Linked DNA regions of Mus musculus: region 2 is linked to region 1. Evidence: chromatin contacts called from public promoter capture Hi-C data. All regions are on one chromosome and are shown on one strand. The core of a region is the stretch at or near the end of the contact, and the rest is flanking DNA. Distances in the headings are between cores, read along the strand shown. Region 1 holds the start of Mtss2 (MTSS I-BAR domain containing 2). Region 2 holds the start of St3gal2 (ST3 beta-galactoside alpha-2,3-sialyltransferase 2).

Region 1 (5,972 bases), core at 2,236-4,735:
GTAGGTTTGTTTTGCTTGCTTGCCTGCCTGCCTGCCTGCCCCAGGACCACCTGCCTATGGACATCAATCATTAATCAAAAAGTGCCCCACATGCACACCTATAGGCCAGTGCCCCACGTGCACACCTATAGGCCAGACTGCTAGAGGCAGTTCCTTAATTGAGGTTCCCTCTTCCCAAGTAACTCATTTGTGCCAAGTTAGCAAAACTAATGAGAACATCCCTCAGTTCCTCGTAATAGCCCTTCTGGACCTTTGTCCCCACACTCGCTAATGCTGGTGTTATGGCAGCATGTAGACTCTTGGGCACACATCCCACCCCGTCCCAGGTTAAATGACTTGGATAACAGCTAGCCACACCCGGGACCTAGGACTACCTGCTCTAAGTCCCTCTGCCCCCTCTGGTTGTTCTCCAGGACAGCGGCACCTCTACCAGTAGCTGCTGGGCCAGAGAGGTCCCTTCCCTCATTCCCAAGGGAGTCAGCCAGCAGCAGAAGCCCCAAATGACAACCAAGTGGGCATCACCAGGCCACTTTCACTCTCCAGCCAACAGTGATCAAGCCCTGGCTCAGGAGGCAGTGGCTGGAGGCCCAGGAAAACATTGGCCACAGATGCTATCTAAGATGTTTTCAGGCAGTGTGTGTTCTCCTCAAGAGAGGAAAGGAGCAGTGTGGGCCAGGGTGTGGGAGGTAGACTCAGGTTCCCAAAGCTGCATCTGGGAGTAGTTGTGCCCTGCTCCTAGCCTGAAATTCAACAGGCCACAGCAGTGCCTTCAGGCTTAAAGCCATTGGTTTTTCTCACTTGGCCAACCTCACTGGGGAAGGTGCCATCGTGGGAGCTCTAGACAGAGCAGCCAAGTGTACCAGGCCCTGGGCTGCCTGCTCGAGGAGTGGTAGAGCTGTATGTAGCTACCCATCTCATACCTGAGCTGGGGCTGGACACAGGCAAGTTTCTGTCATGTCACAGCGGGAGGGAACCTTATACTCGGGGACGTGACATGTCTCCTGTGGCAACCTCTTACAGACTAGGATGGAGGTTTGTGTGTAAGGTCAGATGTCTAGGCCAGGTCTGCTATCCTATTTCCTCTGCTTCAGTCAGCCTCTTCACCCACCCAGAGGCCCCAGGGAGTCCGCTCAGCCGAGTTGGTCACAGCCTTCATGAAACCCTTTGCCAGGGCTCTAAGCCAGTGAGGCAGAATGGAGTGTGGGGAACAGAATAAGGACAGTTAGGAATGGGACTGGACCCTGGGTGGCAAGCTAAACCCAGCTGATGAGAGGCTACAGGATTGGTCCGTCAATTGGAAGGAGTGTAGGTGGGTCAGCATGTCCTGTGGTAAGACAAGCTCTTCTCTGGGAGCAGGTAGTGATCACAGGCCTTGGGACCCAAGGCCTGCCAAGTTATAGGTCCAACAGAGAGACTTCACCGATCCCAGCTGTCTGCAGTCTCAGCCATACCACAGAGAAAAGGCTGGGCTACCGCCTCCCCCTTCTCCCCAGACCCTGTTCCAGGCCCCAGCTGCCTTCCTGGCTGGCTGCTGGCCCTGGCTCTCACCCTAAAGGGAGCCACTGGTAAACAGGAAGTGCTCCCCCATGCAACGCTCCGGGCGCCATCAACAGCCCACAGGCCGACAGACATCCAAGCAGCGGGTTGGCTGTTCCCACCAGCTGCAGGAAAGGGGGTGGACATGGGACCCTAAGCACTATGGGTCTGGCTGCTGGGAAGATGTCTTGGGCAGGGACCCACAGGTGCCCAGAGACTGAACCCCACCAGCACCTACCATGATGCAGACACTGACTCTGACTTCTGTCCATCTTCCCAGAGACTGTCTGAAAGCGGCCCCCAAGTCCCAGAAAGGTGACTCCCCCAGCATCGACTACACAGAGCTGCTGCAGCACTTTGAAAAAGTCCAGAAACAGCACCTGGAAGTAAGACACCAGCGCAGTGGGCGAGGGGATCACCTGGACCGCAGAGTTATCCTCTGATGTGCCTAGCATGGAAAAGGGCCCTAGTGGCCTAAGAAGCACTCAGGGTCTCTAAGCTGAGGCCACAAGGAGCCTAAGAACCTGCCTCCAGCAGGGCTGGACCCAACCACCAGCCAGGGTAGGGAGGGGGATGGTATTGGCTCTGTCAGCCTCAGCTCCTCCCAGCAGAGCACCTGGACCCCAGCACTGTCAGCTACACTCTGTCCTGGGACCGATGGATTCTCTCCTGAGTCGGGACTACAGCCTCAGAATCCAGAAGCAGCCTCTTTCTAATCCCTGTCTGTGAGAAGAGCTTGACCTTGGCCCCAGAGCACTGGCATGGTGTGTGTGCATATGTACATCTGTGTGGAAATGCACACAGGCCAGCACAAAGACCTCTACAGAATGATGTCCATCCCTGCCCCAATAAAGAAATCACAGAATCCTTAATCAAGTCTGCCTGCTCCTTCTCTGCTAGCACCTGTGCCAAGCCTGATGCTGCAGCTGCCCTGGGGCCTCACCTATCCTGGAAAGCCAGCTTCATTCTAAGCCCTGATTCCCATATGAATCCAGGGACCAATTCTTCCCAGGACCAGTACCTTCCTCCTGGCCTTACTCTCGATCCTTAGTCCTGCTTTCTGAGTCCCTGTGCAATGTGGATGTCCCCATAAGCAGGAATGGCACAGCAGAACACTGCAGAGCAGTGAGCAATGGGAGGAAATCAAAGATAAATGCCCCAATCTTTGACTTAGCTCAAAGAACCGCGTCTGTCACCTGGCTTTGGGTTCTGGTGAACCCTAGTTGCCTGCTGCGGCCCTTTAGTTGCCAGGAGCTTGTGCCTGCTTTCCCCTGGAGCCCTAACTATGTGTGCCCCATGAGAATAGGTTCACCTGGAGTCTCCTGGACGACAGCAGTACTTGCCCTCCCATGTGTACACGCGTGCATCCCCACACACTACACTCTGCAGGTTCAACACAGACCCTACTCACGAGGAAGTTGGGCCGGGACACCATCACTATTTCCACCCCCAATCCAGGTGACACCGGTACTACTTAGAAAAGGAACTGAAGGACATTTGTGCAGGAGGGTTGGACTTTATGGATGGTCTGTGGTGGACAGCTCCAATGCGGCCAGTTCCCGTTCCCCTCTGCACGATGCTCAGTGCTATTCATCAGGCCGGGATGCACTAAGGACTGCATCCTTGGCGGGTTTCATCTTGGTCGAGCCCAAGGCCTTGAAGGTGCAAACCCGGGTCCGCTCCCGCTGGAGGGTGGGGGGCTGGCCCGGCCCCGCCCCTGCGCCGCCCCGACCCGCGGCGGCGCCCGCTCCCGCCGGCCCCTCTTGCCGGACCAGTCTGGCAGCGCCAGAGCTCGGATTTCAAAGCCCTGGTTTCTGGCCGTGAATGGGTCCTCGCCCGCCCGGCCTTTCCCACAGCCCCCTCCTGTGCTCCCTCCCCGCGGCCCTCCCTCCGCCGCGCCCACGTGACGCCCGAGCTTCGGCGGCTCGGATTACCGCCGCCGCCGCTCCAGTGCCCGCGCCGAGGCTGCGCCGCGAACTGCCCGCGCCGCGCCCCCAGCCCCACCGAGCCATGGCCCGCGCTGCCGGCCCACGGCCCGCAACCCCGGAGCGCGGCGCGGCCGGCCGCTGAGAGCGCGGCCCCGAGGCAGGGAGCCCCGGCGCGGCCTCGGAGCAGCGCCCGCGGCGGTCCGGCCCCTCCCCTGCACGGCTCCCCGCGCCCCTTGCGCGCCCTGCCGCCGCGCGCCCGGCCCCAGCATGGAGACGGCGGAGAAGGAGTGTGGCGCCTTGGGCGGGCTCTTCCAGGCCATCGTCAACGACATGAAGGTACCCCGGGCAAGCTCCGGGCATACGGGTCTCCTCTGAGGGACGCGTGGCGGGCAGTGTGTGTGTGTGTGTGTGTGTGTGTGTGTGTGTGTGCGCGCGGGCAGTGTGTGTGTGTGTGTGTGCGGGCAGTGTGTGTGTGTGTGTGTGTGTGCGGGCAGTGTGTGTGTGTGTGTGTGTGTGTGTGTGTGTGTGTGTGTGTGTGTGTGTGTGTGTGTGTGTGTTTCATCTGAGCCTGTCCTCCTGCGCCCGCCTTGCGCCCAATGCCTGTCTGGGTCCGAAGGGTGGGAGTGAGTGCTCGCAGGTTGGGATGTCCGAGAGGTCGCCCCGTAGGATCCCGATCCAAAGCTGAGCGTCCGCAAACACTCGGTACCCCAGACCCCCAAACTATGAATTGGGTTTATCTTTAGGACCGACCTTTAAGGCCCTTTAACGGATCCAAGGTCTCTCGGGCCTCCGCCCCCTTTCACCACAGTGCCCCCCCACACACACACACACACATACCCCCGACGCCCCGAAGCCCAGACAATGCTGTCACCGCCAAAGCAGGAAAAAAATAATAAAGCAAAGAACTGTTAACTCTTGCCCCGCCAGCCTCGGGCCTCTGCATGGATGCAGCCCCACCTACACACACACACACACACACACACACACACACACACACACACCAACAGATCCAGCAAGCTCCATTACTCCAATCCTCGGGTGGGGTCCTCCCTGCAGCCCAAGGGTAGGACTGAATCCACCTTGGGGAGGAGGTAGGCTGTGTGTTGGCTAAGCAACCTGGGGAGCGCTTTCAGCAACCCCCCCTTCCTGATCACTCAAGGTCAGACTGAGCAGGCACCCTGTTCAGATGGGGAAACTGAGGCCTGCGAATGGCTCAAGGTCATAAGGAGACCATTGGATCCTGCTTCGGGACCTCAGCCATTATTATCCATCTGGTAATTTACTGAATTCTCCCTGACCCCCAGAGGCCAGTGTTTGACGAGGCTGATCCGAATTGACTAGGCAGGGAAAGCTTCAGTGGCAAGGTGGGCATCGAGTGCCAGTGTTCCTGTCCTGCACTGTACCCCTTGGTCTAGGAACACGATGGAAAACGGAAGAAACTAGGCCCTGTGCTGAGCCTCCTCACATCCTTACCCTAGGCTCGCACTTAGCAAGAACAAATCAGAATCCTGCTAGACCCTGGGGGCTGTGGAACCCACGTACAGGTACACCCTACCCAAGGGCTCCAGAAAAATGCTTTAGGAAAGTGATGCCTTGCAGAGAGGCAAGAAGTTGGGGCTCCCCTCCTAGTACTGCCAAGAAACACCCCCAGTAAGGGAAGGCATCTGTCAGATACTTGCCCCCTAAAAAGAGGCCTGAAACCACACTGGCCTGGGACTTACAAGTTAGCAGCACGTCAGCGCCTTCCCATAGTTCTATACTTTTCCCTGGGGTTCCTCCCTCGCCACAACACACACACACACACACACACACACACACACCCCTGGCAACTCCACCTGAGGGCCTCATCACTAGCCCTCAGCATCTTGGTACCAGCTCCTCTGGCAACTCCACCTGAGGGCCTCATCACTAGCCCTCAGCATTTTGGTACCAGCTCCTCTCTGAAACTGTGTAACCCAGACCACCTCCCCTAGCTGACACTCCTGGGCTGGCAGAGGGTGGGAGCCACCCACACTGCCTCCCACTGCAAACACTGCAGCAAGCAGCCACTTCTGCCCAGACGAGACAGCAGGATAGTATCCTCCATTCCTGCCAGTTGCAAGGAACTCAGTTGAGACACGGGTCCAGTCTCAGCAAAGAACTTAGTGGCAGGCAAGATTTCTAGATACGTGGGGCCAAGATGGAAGAGACTTTACCAAGCACCATCAGATCATGTATACTATGCCCCTATCAATGACATGCATGGATTAGGGACCCTGAAGGGGCCGGCCACCTGCACTGATTGGCTGGACTTAAAAAGCTGCTTCTGGCTGTCTTGCTCAGTGGCCACCATCAAGAAGTTCAAGGAGACTCAGATTGCCTGGGGCTGATTCCTAGTGAGTTGCCCAGGACTCTCTCTGGAGCCACTAGAAGGCCCCAACCCTGCACTGAGGGATGGTGTGGGAGGAAGGGTCCCCACTCAGATCTTCAACTACACAGACAGAGGAGGGTGGGTGCAAACCCAGGGGC
Region 2 (5,980 bases), core at 2,398-4,897, 200 kb after region 1:
AAAAATAAAAACAAAAAGAGCCGGGCATGGTGGCACATGCCTTTAATCCCAGCACTTGGGAGGCAGAGACAGGCAGATTTCTGAGTTCGAGGCCAGCCTGGTCTACAAAGTGAGTTCCAGGACAGCCAGGGCTACACAGAGAAACCCTGTCTCAAAAAAAAAAAAAAAAAAAAAAAGGAAATAAACAACAACAAAAAACAAATGTTGAGAACATACAGAAAAAAAGAAAGAAAAGGAAACTAACTAAAACAGAAAGTTTTAAAGAAAAAGAAGCCTGGGGGGCTGGTGAGATGGCTCAGCGGGTAAGAGCACCCGACTGCATTTCCAAAGGTCCTGAGTTCAAATCCCAGCAACCGCATGGTGGCTCACAACCATCCGTAAGGAGATCTGACTTCCTCTTCAGGAGTCTGAAGACAGCTACAATATGCTTACAAATAATAAATAAATAAATCTTAAAAAAAAAAGAAAAAGAAAAAGAAAAGGAAAAAGAAGAAGAAGCCTGGCCAGGTTTAGTGGCACATGCCTTTAATTCCAAAACTGGGGAGACAGAGTCAGATGGCTCTCTGTGAGTTCAAGGCTAGCCTGGTCTACAGAATGAGTTCTAGGACAGCCAGAGCTATATAGTGAGACCCTGTCTCAGAAATAAAAATAAAAAATAATAAAGGTAGACTGAGACTATTGGAGAGAAATTTTTCAAGGAAAGAATCCCAAATGTAGCCGGGTGTGGTGGCGCACGCCTTTAATCCCAGCACTTGGGAGGCAGAGGCAGGTGGATTTCTGACTTCGAGGCCAGCCTGGTCTACAGAGTGAGTTCCAGGACAGCCAGGGCTACACAGAGAAACCCTGTCTTGAAAAACCTAAAAAAAAGAAAAAAGAATCCCACATGGGCCTCGGACACCTAGAATTTACTTGACCCTAGCTGGGAAGTTGTCAGATGATGGGAGCTCTTATTGGAGCCAAAGGGTAGAGAGGAACGCTCTGCCCTCTCCAGGGAAGGGTATTGGATTCTTCTTCAGTAATCTGCTAACGGAAACGTGGGGGTTGTGAGGATTGCATTACTTAAAAACAGAGCACATGCTGAACACGCACAAGGCTCTAAGTTCAATTCCCAGCATTTTTTTTTTTTAAAGTAACCTGGTGATGGGTGATAAAAGCAAGAAGACACTCAACACCTGCCGGTGAGAGTTGTTGCCACTGCAAATTACTGCAACGCAGGGACAACAGTTCTGCAAAGAGGTCTTAGTGGTTAATTTTATGGACAGAGTGAAGTTGAGCTGCATAGGAATGACTTTGTCCCATCCCATCCACCCAACCACCCTCTCTCCTTACAGCCTGTGATGGAGACACCGGTGTCAACAAAGCAGAAAAAAAAAAAAATTCCTGAGTCAGTTTTAGTCAGGGTTCAGTGGTTCTGTTAGTCACTTGGCTGCTTGCCCACAGTGTTGGGAGAACTTACCCTTTGCTGCAGGGTGAATGGGGTGTGTTAGGTTGAAATAGGGGAGGCTAGAAACTGAGCTTTCTGACTCAAAGTAGATATTTACCCACCTTTTCAAAAATGAAGTTAGAGGCTAAAGGGTAAGGATGAGTTTTAGTTAGAAACAAACCCTTGGGATAAGAATTTAGGGAAGATGGCTGCCAAGATGGCTCAGCGGTTAAAAGCACTAACTGCTCTTCCAAAGGTCCTGAGTTCAAATCCCAGCCACCACATGGTGGCTCACAACCACCGGTAAAGAGGTCTGACGCCCTCTTCTTGTGTGTCTGAAGACAGCTACAATGTACTTATGTATAATAAATAAATCTTTGGGCCTGAGTGAGCGGGGCCAACCGGAGCGAGCAGAACCACATGAAGGCTCACAACCATCTGCACAGCTACAGTGTACTCACATACATAAAACAAACAAATAAATCTTTAAAAAAAAAAAGAATCGAGGAAGAGAAGAACCTAGCTTGCATTTGTGCAGCTGTGCTTTAAAAGGAGGGGGAATGCGTAGGTGTCACGCCTGGCTTCTTGGTATGTCAGCTGACAATGAAGTTAGAATTTAGCTTCTCGTAGAGGCTTGGAGATAGAATGCCTAGCCTTCCTGATGACTGCATCGTAAAGAAGTAGGGTTTTGGTCTGTGAGATTCTCCTGAGCTGTAGTGTTGTGCCAGGAAGCATTCGTGAATCCCGAAAAGACTATCAAGGAGCCAAATCAGATGCAATCGCATTAGAGTCTCTTTATTTAAGCTTGAGCTCCCCCCCCCCCCCTGTCTCTTACCAACGCTGACACAGTAGGAAAGTGGAGCCCTGAACCTAGTTTCAGGCAAGCATTTTTAGAGGCAAGAAGTGGGTCTCTAGTCTGGTACACATCTGATTGGGGGGGGCGGGGGAGGGACGACGGGCGGAATGATGGCCTTTAATGCTGGAAGTCAAACCATAAACTTAACTTCTGCTTTCCTCCTGATTGGTGGTTGTTAGAAAGTGAAGTGCCAGGGGGCGGGCTTGTAACCTGGGGGGTGCAGATTTGTTGGGGAGTAACCTGGAAACCGGTGCTAGGTACTGGTCTGTTAGTTTACTCGAGTTCAATCTTAGGTCAGGCTTTCTGTGATGGAGTCTGAACCCAAAAGATTCATTGCAGGGTGTGATGGCTCAGTGTCCATAATAACAACCCTCAGGAGGCTAAGGCAAGAGAATCCATCATGGATTCCAGGCGGGCCTGCCTGGCTTACAAAGGGAATTTACGACTACCTTGGGTTACATAATAAGAGAAAGAACGAACACACTTAAAATTCTAGGGTCCCAGAACTAATGAACCAGAAGTCGTTTGAGTATCATTGGTCAGTCAGAGACATTTGGAGACTGAATGTGTCATCAATTAGGAACTTCCTAATGGTTTTGGAGCTTGGTTTGAAAGTTGAGGAAAGGATTGCCTAACACTGATGTGGATAAATATTTAAAATGTGTGCATGTTACCCTAGAGAATAGGCATCTAAGAGTCAGAAGTCTGAAGTCAAGAGATGCCCTAATGGATAAAGGCTGTAGGGTGCCTACAAGCAAGACAGTTTGCAATGTGAGGTGCCCAGTCACATAGTGGCAAACCCTATTTCCACATCGCTGCTGGTGCCCCTCTTTTCAACAGCCTGGACCTAGTGCCCTCACTGCAGTTGCAGCTTGCTGGGCCAGGGCATGAACCCAGCTGGCTCAGGTCGTGGCTCTTGGCAAGAGCAAGTACAAACAGTTCCCTTGAGCTGGGCTTGGCCGCAGTTGATCACAGTCCTGTGTGAGAGGCATCCTCAGCTTACTCGCATCCTTTGATGAACCAGGTACCAAAGCCCGGCTGGGGTACCGCAGACTGCACCTCCCAGGCTTCAGCAGCCCAGAGTCGCGTGGCTGTGAAACTGAAGAATACGCCCCTTAGTGCTGTGCCTTAACCCTCTAAATCCGGACAGAACTACAAAGACCATGAGCCCAGATATGGGAGTGCATTGCTTTCTGGGAGCAATAGTCCTATATGCAGAGCGATGCTGGCGGGTCCTGCCAGGCTGGACTACATATCCCAGCATGCCTGAGCGAGTGGTGGTGGGGGAACAGGAGGGAGGGGAGAGCCCCGGAGGATGTGAATGGGGAGGGGGCACCCGCCCCCTTCCCCCACCCTTCCCTTTAGCTTGGGTAGGGGTGGGGGGAGGGGCCGGGCTGAGCTGCAGCCGCGGCGCTCCGGGAGGGCAGGGCCAGGCAAGGGCGGGACTGGCCCGAGGCTGGCGGACTGGAGAGCGGTGAAGCTAACGGGTCCAGGCGCGGGAGGCGGCGGCGGCGGCGGCGGCGGCGGCAGCGGCGGCAGCTCTCTGCACGGGCGGAGGCGGCGGCAGGAGCGGCAAGCATGGCCCGCGCGGCGCCCAGCGCAGACTGAGGTGCGCGGGCGGGATGAGAGAGGGCGGGATGCGGGGCTCCCCGGGCCCCGTGCTGCCCCTACCGTCTTCTGTGCGGGCAGCGGGCTTGGCCCAGAGGCCCAGATCCAGCGGGTCCAGCCCAGCAACTTCCCTCGGGTCTGGGCGCCGTGTGGGCGGGGGTCCGATTGCCTTGGCCTCGATCGGGATCCCCGTCTTCTGCTTCTGCATATCTAACCACTCCCAGTCTTTCAGGCACTCCTGTAACACTCCTTGCTGGCAGCCCCCAGCCTCAGCCTTTGGAGTTCTCTGTCCTCGTCCACACTTCCACACCCCAGGTGTTGGTACTTCCAGCCCTAGGGCGCTTGGGAACCTGCTCCATCCGGAATCCCCTGCCCCACTTCTCCTGGTCACAAGCTGTCTGCACCATCTTCACTTCTTTCCTCTACCCTTCGGCCTTTCCCCCACCTGGCACTGACCCCTAGCCACACTCTGTGGCCTAGTTCTCTCTAATAAGACCTGACAGCTTGATCCCCTTCCTACTTTGGAAAAACTGAGGCATGAACCCACCGGAAACTTGGTCATGGTGTGCCCGTCCTCTCTGGACGCTGGCCTGAGCACTGTCCCTTGTCCCTCTTGTTCCTTCCATCCTTTGCCATATAAGACACGTTACTTCCCTCCAGTCATGCCCCTGTGACTGAATCAAACTTCCCAGCCCCATATACAGCTCCAGTGTTCCCTGTTTAGTTCTTCCACTACTTCTGTTGTCCCTGCTTTGCACAGCCCTCCACCTGGAAAGGAGTCTCAGTCCTTTTGCTGCTCGTTCAAGTTAGCCTTTCTGCTTCTCTCTTGCCAACTGCATCCATCTCCTCCCATGTTGCCTCTTGTTTTTCATCTGTGTACTAAGAATAATTCAGGGACCCCTGGGACCCCTGGGAAGTAGTCAGTCATTCCTTGTCAGTAACCCATACTCCTGTCTACAAATGTCTAGAAACTGTTTGGCCATCCCGTCCTCATGCTTGGTGGGCTCAGAAGTGTGGGTTGGAAGGGACCGTTTACCTCTATGAAGATGGTGACATTGAAGGACTCTGGTCATCATTCTAAGCTAATCTGACTCCTGCTGCTAACTTTGGAGGAGGGTTGCCCCTTCTGGGGGATGGTGTGGGGGATGCCTGCCTGAGTGCTTTGTGGAAGAAGGTACGGTGCCTACAGGCGGTGATCTCTTGTTTAGTTGTGGTGATTCTGAGTTGAAGAGGGATGGAGGGTACACAGACTTGACTGCATAATTCAGTTTTTGTTTGTTTGCTTTCTGTTTGTCTTCCTTCAGCCGGATTTTCCTTTGGGTCACACTTTCTTCCCCTGTCTCCCAGTCTCCCAGTGGGGAAGGGAGGGAGGGAAACCCTGTGAGCCATCCAGGAAGGAGGAGATTCTTCAGAAGTTTGTAAGGGTCCTGAGTGAGCAGTCTTGATCTGAACCAGATGGTTGTCTGCTTCCACGAGGTCCCGCCCATGCTCCCTGCCCCCCTTGGCTGTGAGTAGGATGCTTTTAACCTTGTAACTTGAGATTGGAGAAGGGAGGCCAGGAGGCCAACTGCGTGAATGTTTATATCCAAATGTGCAAGCTTGCCAGGGGCCTGTGGGAGTGTCGGTGCCCCCAGAGACCACTGTAGAGTTCTGTGGCCTGCTGATAAGCCCTAGTCACTTTGAGAGCCCAAAAAGATAGAACTAGTTTTGAAGCCTGTAAGAGTCACCCTGAATCAGGCAGGGTGGCCACACCTGTTATGCCAGCAGCATTCAGGATAACTAGAGGATTACCATTTCAAGGGACCCTAGGCTATGTAATAAGATCTTGTCACCAAAAGGGGGGTGTCTTTGAGATGTACTCACCAAACAAGACTGGAGACCTGAGTTCAACCCCTGGGACCCAAATAAATTGGAAGGAGAGACTTGACCCCATAAACGTTGCCCTTTGACCTCAACACACAGGCCACAGCATGCACAGCTCTGTCTTTTGTGCCCTCATATGTATCCCTGTTTGAGCTCTCCCTTTAAGCCTGGCGTCAGCTTACCGTTCTGGTTCAGGGTGTGGGGGAAGCAAGGCAGCTTGGTTCTTTCCT

What was found. Promoter capture Hi-C pulls out the DNA fragments that hold promoters and counts their contacts.
Region 2: a contact with region 1 is called in a promoter capture Hi-C map of embryonic stem cells. The contact joins the promoter of St3gal2 here to the promoter of Mtss2 in region 1. A contact is called at or near these places in 8 of 39 promoter capture datasets (cranial neural crest, embryonic stem cells, frontonasal cranial neural crest and 4 more), 1 of 115 datasets of contacts at active chromatin or transcription factors (embryonic stem cells) and 2 of 9 other capture datasets (adipose tissue and pancreatic islet).

Annotation. Positions count from the first base shown.
Region 1 is chr8:110,717,991-110,723,962 of GRCm38.p6, forward strand. Mtss2 (MTSS I-BAR domain containing 2) reads left to right here and starts at 3,486. Exons shown (of 14, transcript NM_198625.2): 1 at 3,486-3,800. The coding sequence starts at 3,732. Vac14 (Vac14 homolog (S. cerevisiae)) reads left to right here. Exons shown (of 19, transcript NM_146216.3): 19 at 1,817-2,408. The coding sequence ends at 1,979.
Region 2 is chr8:110,916,218-110,922,197 of GRCm38.p6, forward strand. St3gal2 (ST3 beta-galactoside alpha-2,3-sialyltransferase 2) reads left to right here and starts at 3,648. Exons shown (of 7, transcript NM_009179.3): 1 at 3,648-3,888.